Regions from separate parts of the Zea mays genome. Here region 2 is linked to region 1. A link is a contact called in public Hi-C data. All regions are on one chromosome and are shown on one strand. Each heading gives the region's core, a stretch centred on a gene start, on an enhancer-like site or on the middle of the called end of the contact. The rest is flanking DNA. Distances are from core to core; before and after follow the strand shown. Region 1 holds the start of LOC100192835 (60 ribosomal protein L14). Region 2 holds the start of LOC100273967.

Region 1 (6,493 bases), core at 3,814-6,313:
TCCGCGCAAGCGTTACATGAGCAGCGAGGCCCTGGCGCTGAGGTTGGCAGTTTGCAATCAGGCCTGAGAAATATCTTCGAAGCGATGGAGAACTTCACTTCTGCATCCGCGAATACATACAGGGAGCTCCATCTTCGCGCCGAAGAAGAGAAAGCCCGAGTTGCGCAGGAGAGCGGCGGCAGTGTTCCCTAACTCCTTTCAACGCTTAGGTTTTACACGAGGACATGAGCGTCTGTCAATGCAAAGGGACCGCCACCAGTGACCCCCCTGCGGCACAGTGACACTACAACCCTTGTGGCAGCTGATGCACCTTGCTCGCCAGGTGCCCCAAGTTTCGGGTTTCGGGTTTCAGGCTCTGGTGTGGAGTTAACAGGTTGCAACACGGGTTTTGTTTTACTAATCTGTACATGAGTTGGGCTACGTGATGCATTCTTTGATCTGGATGGCCAGCAGTTCTCCTCAAACCGGAACTGTGAAGCACGGTTATGGAAATAGGTATATCACCAGGCATGTTCTGGTAGTTGTGAGACCCCTGGAGCGACTGAGTGAAGAAGAGGCAGGCCCTTGTGCATCTGGGAAGCTGAATTATGACCTCTAGTTGGCTGTGCAACCCCAGAAGATAATTGGAAGGAAGATGTAAGCCGCACGATCTTGGTTCAGATCAAAGGGTGGGGCATATAAGATCCTGTTGTCATGAAATCCAAGATCCATGGAACGCTGCTCTCCACCCCATGTCACTATGCCAGCGCTCAACCGTACATACAAGAGGCCAGGCTATCAGAAGGTGTTCCGTAATCGCAGCACTTTGGCATGTCATTGTACATTTGTACAGAGAGGTGATGCGGGATGAATCGAGCTGGAGCCTCTTGTCCGCTGCCGAGCGCCCGAGACATATGTTTGCTTAGAGTTTCCTCTGCTGCGTCTGGACTCTACTTCGCCGTGCAACCGAGCTGGAAGTACTCTTACAGGGTAGACGACGCCCTGACCCGTTCTGCAGATCAGCTAACCGCTCCGGCCCTCAACCTTTTTTTTTGTTTATTATATATACATATTATTAATTCATTTGTAGCACCCCGTGTACAGCTGCCGGCGAACTTAAACCTGCTGCGCCATATTTTATTCATTTTTTTCACCACGGGTTTGCCGTGCTTGTGAATTGCTGAATGCTCTGAGCCCACCTGTTGTGATGGTCTGATGGATAGGTGTAACGGTGGTTAGCAGTACAGCATCGCGATGGTGAGTTTAGTTACGGGCTGATCTCGCCATACCAATTGGATAATTTCAAGCATCGGAAAACGGCGACGATCCATGGATCGATCTTGGGACGGCTATTCGTTTTATTTTCAGGATTACCATTTCGTTTTTTTTTTTGCTTACAACTATGAGAAGAATGCCCCCATGCATGAGCCCGCCCGCCAGATTAATTGAGTTCAAATTACTAGTACCAGGTAGCCTGCAAGCAAAGACATGCTACTGTATCTGTATAACCTGGGTGCTCGATTGTTCCGGTCAAAGTGAAGCTGAGAACTAGAAGGATCGATCGCCGAGGTGGTTTCTGGGAACTAGCCTCGATCTGTGCCGACGACGCATACTCTAGCAGCTCACTGCTCACCTCTCAACCTGCTAGCACTGTTCCGCACTTCCGCTAACACACTGTGAGTTTTTGTATCTGTGTGCTGTGCAGGCAGGTAGCTGCAGTGGCGCAGCAAAACTGATGAATGGGCGTTAATACATTATCAGTGCTAAGCTCTACTCAAGAGAAGCCCTTAATACATTATCAGTACTCCTCACCTCTTTGGGACATCTGTTGGGCTTTTGTTGTTTCTTGCCAATTTTCCTTTTTTTCTTCTTCGGCCAACAAATGGACGACATTTATGCATGCTTTATATAGGGGATAGGGGGATTTCGCCCGAGGATCAGACTATCTGCAGCTGCCACCGCGAGCTGCCCCCTTCCGCCATGCAGAGGCTACAGTCCCGCCCCTTGCAGCTGCAGCGCATCGCCCTACGGCGCCCCCACGCGACCGTTCTCTTCTCTCTCCCTCTAGATGCAGCGCGCGCTCGTCTCCTCCTTTCTAGTATGCTATGAGTCCGGCTACAATTGTTAGTAGAAGAAAAATTGATAGTGAATAAAAAGTAGTTATATGAAATAATATTTTATGGTTGTAGTGGGGTATAGAGGGAGAAAATAGGGAGAACCGCTACGGGTATGAAATGAAATGTTGATAATTAGACGCAAAAAAGTGATAAGGGGAGAAATTTAGGAGTAACCGCTGCAGATAGTTTCAAGCGATAGGCCCCTTGTCGCCCCTGGCCCGAGTGACAGGTGGGCAAATGCCCAAACTGTCGTCTGCCGAGCCCCTCTGCTGGTGGGCCTGCCCCTTGCCGCGTCCTGTCCCGGACAAACCCCAATCCTATAATTTCTCTAGATCCACATATATTTTTGAAAGTTCAAAAAATAAATATAAAAATAAAAAGAGTCCAGTTCTTAGGTCCCTCCGCAGAAAGAGTCTTACGCCACCACTGACCACAACGATATAGTTTCTCCAGATCCACATATATTTATTCTCGGTGTATTTTAGGCGCCGAGTGCTTTCAGCTCATGACCTTCACTGAAAGGTAGGGGGCAATGTGTTGAGCATCAAAAGTAGAAGGGTTGGCTGGCTGCATGTGCCGGACATATTCGACCCAGAGCTGAATTAGTCCTGCGGCGCTGGATTTGTCTGGCGTGGCTGCCGGACATGTTCAGGATCGTCGTATCCGACCCGAACTCGAGATTTGTTCGGGATTTGGAAGGATTTCAATTTGTGCAAGGGTCCAAGCCTCCTCCCTATATATATTGAAGGACAATCGCCAACTGAGTTAACTCCAATCGAACCAATACTTCTATGTTTATCAATTAACCTTTATTTGCATATGTTCTCTCAACCCCGTCACTTTCCAAACCCTAACTTCACCTTCACGTTGACTCTATGTCGTCTCGAAGTGCTCTAGGTGCCCTAGGATCCTTCTTCCCCGGCAGGGTCCCTTATGGGAGGTTGGATCTAAGTTTTCCCGAGCCTTTAGTGCTCACCCGACAAGTCTGGTCTGTCACTGGATAAGTCCGATGCTTCTAAGTTCTCTTTCATGAGTTAATTCGGAAATTTAATAATGGTATTTGTCACTGTGCTGACATTTATGCATGAATGCATAATTCTAAGTTTTATTTCACGAGTTAACTCGGAAAAACGACATTTTTACCTTTATAGTACCCTTTAAAGTAAACCTGGAAATAATTCAAAGGGTCAATGTAGTTAACAACAAACATATTTGAGTCATCAACCATCAAGTGCAGCATAGGGGCACCAAACAGGGACAACTCTTGATAAAGAAATGGCCTAGAATTTTTCTTATTAGAGATATGGCTATCTATCCAAAAGAACTTATCAGGTGTTTGTACCGTGGCCATCCAGATAGTCCTCCATGGTCTGTGAATGCCTGTTCAATCATCATCAACCGTTCATTGATGCCTCTAACCTTCAAGGGATTGTTTCTACATTGGGACCAAAATTTTCCATGTCTGTAGAGCCTAACAAAAAACTAAAAAGTTAAACAATGTTGAAAGCATGAATCAGGAAACAACATGCAACAATCTGGAGAATATATACCTTTAATTCAGAATCCACTTTTATAACTGCCTTTCTGAACTCTTTGATTGACTTGTGTAAGGGTGACAAGCTCACACAGACATTCACAGTACTCTTTCAGATACCCAATGCTCCATTCTGATAACCAGGACAACTGTCGTGATTCTATAAATTTGGACTTACCAAAAAATAGAAAATGGGAAAAAACTGAAATAGGTGAATCTATAATTTGTTTGGGAGCTCCTAAGGAGAGGTCAAGCTCTGTGGCATAATTGTTGTAGTGGAAGGGTAGGATACTCTCATCTGAGAGCCTAAGAGCAACAAGCCCTCGCATGCTTGCAGCTGAAAAGGAAATATAAAGTTAATTCTAGATGTTGCCAAGTATCCAACACAATTAGTATGATCCACTTTCACTAACCAACTCTGCCAAAGTACGGTTAAAGGATCGCATAGGCAATTTCACCGCAACAAACTTATATGTACGTTTCATTCTACAAAGACAACAAAACTTTTTTAACAGACTATCGCTGGGATGAGAAATGTGATACATTTCTAACTAATTTTCAATCTAACAAACCTGATAGCCACCGGTGAGGACTTTGAGGGTGTTGGCGACACACGTACCGCGCTGGTGGCACTTGGCGAGAAGGTTGCAGCCTTGCAGCCTTGCAGGGGTAGAGGTGAAAAGGAACCTCCACCCCCTTCCTATCTGCTTCGATATCTATTAATCCTAGATTCGGTAGCTATCATCATCGTCTAGAAAAAAAACATACCTGTGCATTCGGGTTACCCGAAATATTTTAGTCGAATAATTCGGTATTAAAAGCAACTACCCAATTTTTTGTTTTAAAAACTATTACCCGAAATTTCGGGTTCGGATTTTACTGGATATACCCAAAATTGACAAAACCAACCATTTTCAATAGAGATTTCAGTTTTGGATATCGTTTAAAAATTTCAAATAATTTTTAAGGGAAATTTGGATCCATACCATTAAAAGATCACCACTTTGGATCTATACCATTACTATCTCACTTACATGTGGGTCCACATGAGTCAATGACATGTGGGGTCCATGGTATATATCTAAAGTTTGGATCTTTTAATAGTATAGATCCAATTATTCCAATTTTTAAATGTAAAAATAAAAAGGTACTTCTTCGAGGTAACCCCGCGTGGGCTTCCAAATGCCGGGGAAATCTGGTCTGTGGCCGAGTTCCACGCGGGTTTCTGCTAGAAGGAAAGCCAGGGACATTCACAGCATTCGGACTTCCAAACGAGGCCCCAAAGGCCCAGTAGACTTCTTACTCCGCTGATCTGGATCGGACGGCCAGAGTGTCGCTTCTCTTGATCCGACGGCGCCAGTGGACTTGCACGGCACTTTATAGGGCACTCCCACCGCCGAACCCTAGTTTCTGGTTTATCTTCCACCGCGCTTCGCCCACTCGCTCCAGCCGCTTCACCGCGCCGCCACCGCCACCGCGAGGATGGTACGTCGATCGCGCTTAGTGTCAGTGGTGTTAGTTCCGGTGGGGGTTATGAGTTGTGCGGGTTCTGACTTGGGGTTTTGTGTGTTTGTGCTATGCGTGCAGCCGTTCAAGAGGTTCGTGGAGATCGGGCGCGTGGCCCTGGTGAACTACGGGGAGGACTATGGCCGTCTCGTTGTCATCGTCGATGTGGTCGACCAGAACAGGGTAAGGACTGACCTTTAGGCTCGTGCTTTGTACTACTGGTAGTAATGGGTTTGTATCTGCTGATCTTCGTTAGAAATGTGAACAATCGCTGTATTTGGTAGCACCTGATTCAATTTATTTGAATTGGCCAAGTAGCGTGCCCTCGTGCCCTCATCTAGCGGTTAACCATACCTACTCTTGAGATAAATGGAGGAGATAGTACCTTAGCATTTGGCAATGCCAGGAGGCTAAGGGCTGTTTGCCAAACTTGTTCCCCGAATGAACCAAGACCGAATCCCTCGTTTAGATTCCTTTTAAGGTGCAACGAATGTTCAGTATCTAGCAACCTATCTCTGCGTTGCCTTGATTATTTGTCTTGCTGTAATTGATTAATCAAGCATTCAAGCCCTCATCGCCTTGTTGCATTCTGTGAACCAGGCACTTGTGGATGCCCCTGATATGGTCAGGTGCCAGGTGAACTTCAAGCGGCTCTCACTTACTGACATCAAGATTGACATCAAACGTGTCCCCAAGAAGACAGCCCTGATCAAGGCGATGGAGGAAGCTGGTAACTCTAGAGCTTATGTTGTGGACCTCTTTAGCACCGCCACACTTTATTCAACTTCTATATTCTAGATGATTGCCCATAAGAGAATGGTGACACTTATTTGATCTCTTGCTATTCTTTTTTCAGATGTGAAGACCAAGTGGGAGAACAGCTCATGGGGCAAGAAGCTGATTGTCCAGAAGAGGAGAGCATCGCTCAATGACTTTGATAGGTTCAAAGTCATGCTGGCGAAGATTAAGGTCAGGAACCTTCCTGTCAAATGTCTAGTTCCTGTTGACAGTGTCTATATTGCTGGCTCACACTTTCTTTTTCTTTTATGTGAACAGAGGGGCGGTGCTATCAGGCAAGAGCTCGCCAAGCTGAAGAAGGCGTCCACGGCTTAAGGAGTCTCTTTCCGTGAATGTCATGTTAGAGTTTTTGGTTATGAGTTGGATCAGCAATTCGATTGAGCGTTGTCAAAGCCAGAATTACCAATATGTTCCCTGTAAACCCATTTCAAACTTTATCAAGCACGGGCGTGCTCAGGATACTTTTGCCATGAATGATATGGAATATCTATGGTAGCTTGTGGCAAATGTGTAACGAGGCCGCAAATCTCGTGACTATCAACTCAAAGTTTCTTCCTCA
Region 2 (6,236 bases), core at 1,483-3,982, 370 kb after region 1:
ATGTCCCAACAACTCGCCGAGTGTTCGCCTTCTGCTGGTTGTCGCCGAAGATCTGTGCCATGCCGAAGTCCGCTATCTTAGGCCTCATCTCGGCGTCCAGCAGGACGTTGCTCGCTTTGAGGTCCCTGTGTATCACCGTCAGCCTTGAGTCTTGATGGAGATACAGGAGGCCCCTAGCCACCCCCTTGATTATCCCCAGCCTCGTCGGCCAGTCCAGCAGCGACCTCCTCTCGCTGTCTGCGCATGCGGTGAACACGGCGATAATAAAGCATACCACCATTACACACTGCTTCAGCAAGCTCCGTCAGTTCTGACGAGAGCAAGCGCGTTAACGTACCGAAGAGGATAGCGTCTAGGCCTTTGTTGGCCAGGTACTCGTACACCAGCAGCCTCTCGGCTCCCTCCGTGCAGCAGCCGAGAAGCCGGACCAGGTTCCGGTGCTGCAGCTTGGAGATCAAGGTAGCCTCGTTCTTGAACTCCTCCGTCCCTTGCTCGGAGTCCCTGCTCAGCCTCTTGACGGCGACTTCACGGCCACCCAACAGTGTCCCCTTCAGAACAGTAGTAGTAGAGCAATAACTGGGTGTTGGTTCGTGAGTTCAGATTCGCGGAAAAAAGGACAGGACACGACACGCGGAATGTTACCTTGTACACTTTCCCGAAGCCTCCGCGCCCGACCATACATTCCCTCGAGAAGTTCTTCGTCGCCGCGACGATGTCGCTCAACTGTATGGAAGGCAGCTCCTTTTCGAAAGACCGTATGGAAGCGAACTCGAGGTCTTCGGTAGGGTTTCGTTCTGCGAGGTCGCTTGAAGTCTGCACGCTACCGGGAACTAACTTCTTGTCACTTTCACTGCTGCTTGTCTTATCTGAGGAAAAAAATGATTTGACTAGCATTTGATCTTGTGATAACATGCATGATGGCAAAATAATAATAATAATAATAATACAAATATGTAAATGTACCTCTGGTCTTGCAAAACCAAACAAGGAAAATGCACGAGAGCAAAGAAATGCTTGCCAACACCGGTAGCACAATTTTTACAATTTTGTTCCTCGTCTTTCTGCCTACACAAATACATACAGGGTAGCTAGGTTTGGTGAGCAGTTGCAAGACGACGACGCATGGGGGCGGGAAACGAAGAATAATAATCGGGGGAAAACAAAAGGAAAAGAATAATATTGAAACGAAGATACTGGACCAGTGAATCCTGCAGGAACGCGGAGGTGGAGCGTCTCTGCGGTGACGCCCCAGAGCGCGCCGACCATCTGCGCGTCCACGAGGTCAGCGGTCCAGACGAGACACCGCGCCGTGTCCCCCTTGGCGCTGCTCCGGCGCAGGTTGGCGTACGCGTACGCCACGCAGGAGCAGTTCCGGCGGCACTCCGCGGCGCACTCGTCGCCGGAGCTCACGTTCGTCCCCAGGAGCACGAACCTGTCCGGCACCTTCATGTTGGGCATGTCCAAGAACGCGTCCCCGTCGTCCTCGCCGCCGCACGGCGCCAGCGCCTGCTGCTGGCTCCGCCGGCGGCAGCCGCGCGAGAACACGCCGCCGCTCCACTCCGCCGGGCTCGCCGGCTCGAAGCCGTCGAGGCATCTGCACGTCGCCACGGCCAGCGTGTTGTCGCAGTAGCCGTAGGCGCCGCAGCTGCCGTAGGGGCTGCAGGAGCGCGACGGCCAGGACTCGAGCGTGGTCCACGCGGACGCGTCGCGGTTCCAGCTCAGGAGCTGGAACCTGCCGGCGCCCGTGACCACGTACCGCGTGGGCGGGGCGCCGTCGTTGACGTGGAAGGTCATGTATATCTCGTCCTCGCTGTCGACCACCGCCACGTAGATGACCGTGCCGGTGGTGGCGTGGTACCTGCTGACGGTCATGTACCCCGTCCAGGCAGAGCTGCGCCAGTAGGTGCGCGTCCCGTTCCACATCAGCATCTGCAGCGACGTGCGCGGGTCCATGCCGTACGAGAAGGTACCCGGCGACGGGTCGCCGGGCCCCCTCCACGACACGATGCGCGCGCCGTCGTGCGTCCGGTAGCGCAGGCCCACCTTCATGTCCGGGATGAACGTGTCCGTCGGGTGGTCGAAGCTCTGCCAGAGCGTGGTGCCGTTCGGCGACCGGAGGACGAAATTGCCGGAGTTGAGAAGCACGGCGGTCGAACCAGTACCCGAGCTCGTGGTGTTCGTGGTCCAAACGACGCGACCGCCGCCGGCGTCGGACAAGACGAGGTCGGTGGAGGCGGAGCCGTTAGCCAGGGCAAGCGACGGCGCAGACGACGACGACGACGAGGAGTTGCCGGAGCGCGCGTCGCCGACGGTGACCGGCGCGTCCCGGTTGGCGACCCACACCACCGTCTGCACGGGGATGTTGTTGTACCATATGCCGACGTACTGCCTGCCTGGCGTGGCATTGGACGGTGCGAAGAAGCCCAGCGCGAAGGCGCCGCCGTCGGACACGATGGTCTCACCGGGCAACAGCGACTCCCCGGGGGTCAACTTGTCGCCGGCCGGTGAGCAGAAGCGCGGCAGGAGGAGGAGGAGGAGGACGACGGCGGCGGCTGTGACTGGGATGCAGGCGGGACGTGACCACTCCATGGTTCAGGTCATTCGTCCAGTAAGGTACAAAAAACAAAGAGGTGCAGTGCAGGTGCAGCCATGTGCTTTTGTCTTGGCTGTTGGCACACTCCGATCCAGCAAGGTACAAATGAAATACTCCTGCTTTGAGACTGGGCCGGCAAGTGATGGTAGTACGGAAGGCGACAGAAATTGCAGACCTTCCCTCGGACTAGCTTCAGAGAAGGTCGGAGCTTGACGCGCTAGCTAGGGCAGTTGGCGTCAGACGACGGACGCTTGGCACCATGGCAGGTGACGAAACACGAGTGGCGCGCGCGCGGACTATTCTTGTCCGCGTGTGTCAGGAACAACGAAATCGTCGTCAACAACCGCGCTGAATTCTCCTTGGGATCGAGGGGGAGGTGACTCGGCACGATGACGATGCGGTGACCGAACTGGAGGAGCGGAGCGCGGAGAAGAGAAGGGTGATAGGCGTGTACATGTGCTAAGATATTCACGCAGCAGCGCGTGGAGTTGCACTGTATTTCAAAGCGTGATCTTGCCCGGAGAAGTGAGGATCACGAAACCCGATCAACAACGATAGGTCATAGGTGTTGCCTGTTTACACTTCAATTTAGTCAAGTTTGGCCAAGTTGGCATTTTTTTTGTTGGTAACTAAACCATAGTAAAAACTCTTTTGGCCAGGGCTAATCTGGAAGCCTATTTTTTCAAGAATTTTTATTTTCTCAACAAAATTAGTTTATTTTTTCTTAGAAAAATACGAAGCTCTTGGAAAAATAGGGTTCTCAAACTGGCCCTTAGGGTTTTAGATATCACATGTCAGAGTAAAAAAAACCCATAAAGCTCTCTTAGACATGGTAAAGTGTGACTCTACGAGCCACACTTATCTCAGCTTAGGTGTGTTATATAAATTGTGGCCATTGTTACAATAAGGACGGAACACGGAAGGACCAGTCTTGTGTGCATGTGTCACGCGCGCGGTGAAATCTTTGCCAACACCAACAACCAACATTGAATTCCGCTTTAGAACGGAGCAGGACTGACCGCGTGAGGCTGCGACCGGATGCGGCGTCGTTGAGTGGAAGCACGGTTACTCGCATGTCGTTTTCTCAAATCCAACTAGGCCATGTATGGATGCGTACAATTGAATTCCATTCTAATTAAAATCGTAATATAGTTTTTATATAAAATATATTTGTATATTATTATTGGTTATATAGAGTGAGATATTCATATGTTACATTTCTATTATAAAAGAACGAACGGAAGAGCGTGGTATAACTTGTAGAGTACTGAGTAGAAAACTTTGACTAGTGGTACACAAAATCAATTTTATCCATCACCCTATAAATCTAGAATATATTTAAATCTATACATTGGAAAAGTGGTGGAACGTATTCTATTAAGTAACCTAGATATAGAGTTTGAAGACTGCAACTGGTTATGAAAAACAATCTAGATTCTAAAGTAGAGCTACTCCACCTAAAGTTTTATAGTAGAGTTATTTTTAAGTGGAGCATCGTTATATCAACACACGCTTTAAGTTTTAGGCACAACACGACCGTGGCACGATATGACCATTAAAAAGTTGTGGTCACTACCGGAATCAATAGCTTTGCCGAGTGCCTGAAGCACTCAGCGAAGCCTTAAAAACACTCGGCAAAGGTTTTGCCGAGTGTAACACTCGGCAAAGAAGGCTCGTCAAACAGTGCATCGGCAAAGCCTCCTTTGCCGAGTGCTTTTTGTCGGGCACTCGGCAAAACTCTTTGCCGAGTGCTAGAAAAGTGGCCGTTACGGCGCCGGGTGACGGAGACGGTAGCTTTGTCGAGTGTCTCTTGAGACACTCGGCAAAGAAGTCTGCTTTGCCGAGTGCCTTCCAGGCAGCACTCGGTAAAGAATACTTCTTTGCCGAGTGTCACAAGAGACACTCGGCAAAGAAACCGCCAGGGAGGGTCCCCATGTCAGGTTCTTTGCCGAGTGCCAGCGACATAACACTCGGCAAAGAACCTAAGCCGGTGTCCAGGTTTGTGCTCTTTGTCGAGTGTTATGACCCAGACACTCGGCAGAGTGACCAGTATATACCTTTTTTATTTGTTTTTTGTATTCCATCCACACAAACAGAAGATATCACATATATATCATATATATACATCACAGACATAAATAGCCAACACAAACATAAATATCCATCACAAACATAAGTGTTCAACACACGTATTAAACACAAACATAAGTCTCAAACGTCGCAAGCTCTCACATAAGTATCAAACACAGACATAAATATTATACATAAGTTTTGAAGTCTAAAACAATGAAAACACAACACTCATGGAGGTGGGCGGTTTGACCGGGGCTGCGTTGGGCTGAACCCTTCCGGAGGGTTGTTGGATGCCGCCCCAGATTGGCCCTGCACAGAGAAGAGATTGCATGTGTTATACCAGATGCATTACAAACATGTAACTACAATTTTGATACTCACAGGAGTGTGGAAGAGAGTAGGGTCAACTGGGGGAACAATGGAGGTGGCGGAGCGATGCCCTGTGCGGCACCAAGGCTCTGCATGTACTGGAACATCTCTGCCATCCTCTGATCAGCTGCCGCCCGCTCCGCCATTATCCTCGCCTCCATCTCTTGACGTTCCCTCCTCTCTTCTTCTAGTTGGGTCTGTAATATTACAAGCCAACGTTATAGTAACTCAAAGAGAAGGTATATGACTCAAGAAAGGACGAGTTACATAAGCACTAACCTCGAGTTGCTGTATGCGATGTTGTGAGCTGTCGTGCCGAGGTCGTATGGCTGGACTCGAACCCGTGCTCCTTGTTCTCACCTGAGACAGAGTGGGAGTGGAGGACGAGTCGATTGCCCCGTCGGCAATCCAGTACCGCCCATGTCTCTTGCCTCCTCCGACCCTCATCAGCACATCGGGGTCGATCGGCTCGGTGCTCGGATCATAGTCTGGGCCATGGACCTCCTGCGCCATGGCGGTGTAGTCATGGAGGCGGCTGTAGACGGTGGGGTTGGTGTAGGCCTCGGGCCCATCATCCGGGTTGTAGGTGACGTCGGACGTCGCCTTACCCTTATGGGCCATAGCATAGGCCGAGAAGGTGGAGCAAGGCCTGCCACCATGTGACGCGCGACTGCAACGAAAACCAACGAGATAGTTAGAAATAATATCTAACTTAGTGCTACATATCTAAATAAAAATGGTGGCGTACCCATGCTTCGGCATATTGGCCCAGGCTCCGACTGCCTTGGTGGTGGGACGGGCCTTGCATCATCAAATGTCGTTCCCGGCTAGCTGTGTGTGCCTCGTCCCACTCAGCCGAACACCACCTATCCACCATCTGCTCCCAGCACAGAGGATGTGCGGCGCACCAATGTGGAATCACCTGCAAAGTAAACACATAAAGTGCATATCAGAAGATAAAATAAAATTCATGCATGGAGTACTGGTACCAAACATGCATGACTTTACCTGCAGGTACTGCTCCCTGGTCAACGACATTGTTTGGGCTTGAGGTTTGGTCACCTTCTCCCCAAGGACGGAGCCGTGGTAGGTGATGATGGCCTGGATGCAGGCCTCATAGTGCATGTCCACAACGAGCTTCTTACAGCTCGTGGTGGCCACCACATCCGCCCTAGCCTCGTATCCAGCATCGCATCTGAAG

What was found. A called contact is a pair of places that touch in the nucleus more often than the background predicts.
Region 2: a Hi-C map of tassel shows a contact between it and region 1, with 2.2 times the contacts expected there. The contact joins the promoter of LOC100273967 here to the promoter of LOC100192835 in region 1. A contact is called at or near these places in 3 of 25 Hi-C or Micro-C datasets (ear, leaf and tassel).

Annotation. Positions count from the first base shown.
Region 1 is chr2:203,755,296-203,761,788 of Zm-B73-REFERENCE-NAM-5.0, forward strand. LOC100192835 (60 ribosomal protein L14) reads left to right here and starts at 5,064. Exons shown (of 5, transcript NM_001138026.1): 1 at 5,064-5,115; 2 at 5,218-5,319; 3 at 5,737-5,866; 4 at 5,993-6,105; 5 at 6,193-6,438. The coding sequence starts at 5,113. The coding sequence ends at 6,249. LOC100275115 (BZIP transcription factor) reads left to right here. Exons shown (of 4, transcript NM_001348000.1): 4 at 1-1,160. The coding sequence ends at 192.
Region 2 is chr2:204,128,108-204,134,343 of Zm-B73-REFERENCE-NAM-5.0, forward strand. It overlaps LOC100273967, which reads right to left and starts at 2,733. Exons shown (of 7, transcript NM_001353585.1): 1 at 1,200-2,733; 2 at 964-1,065; 3 at 643-866; 4 at 338-548; 5 at 1-237. The coding sequence starts at 2,589.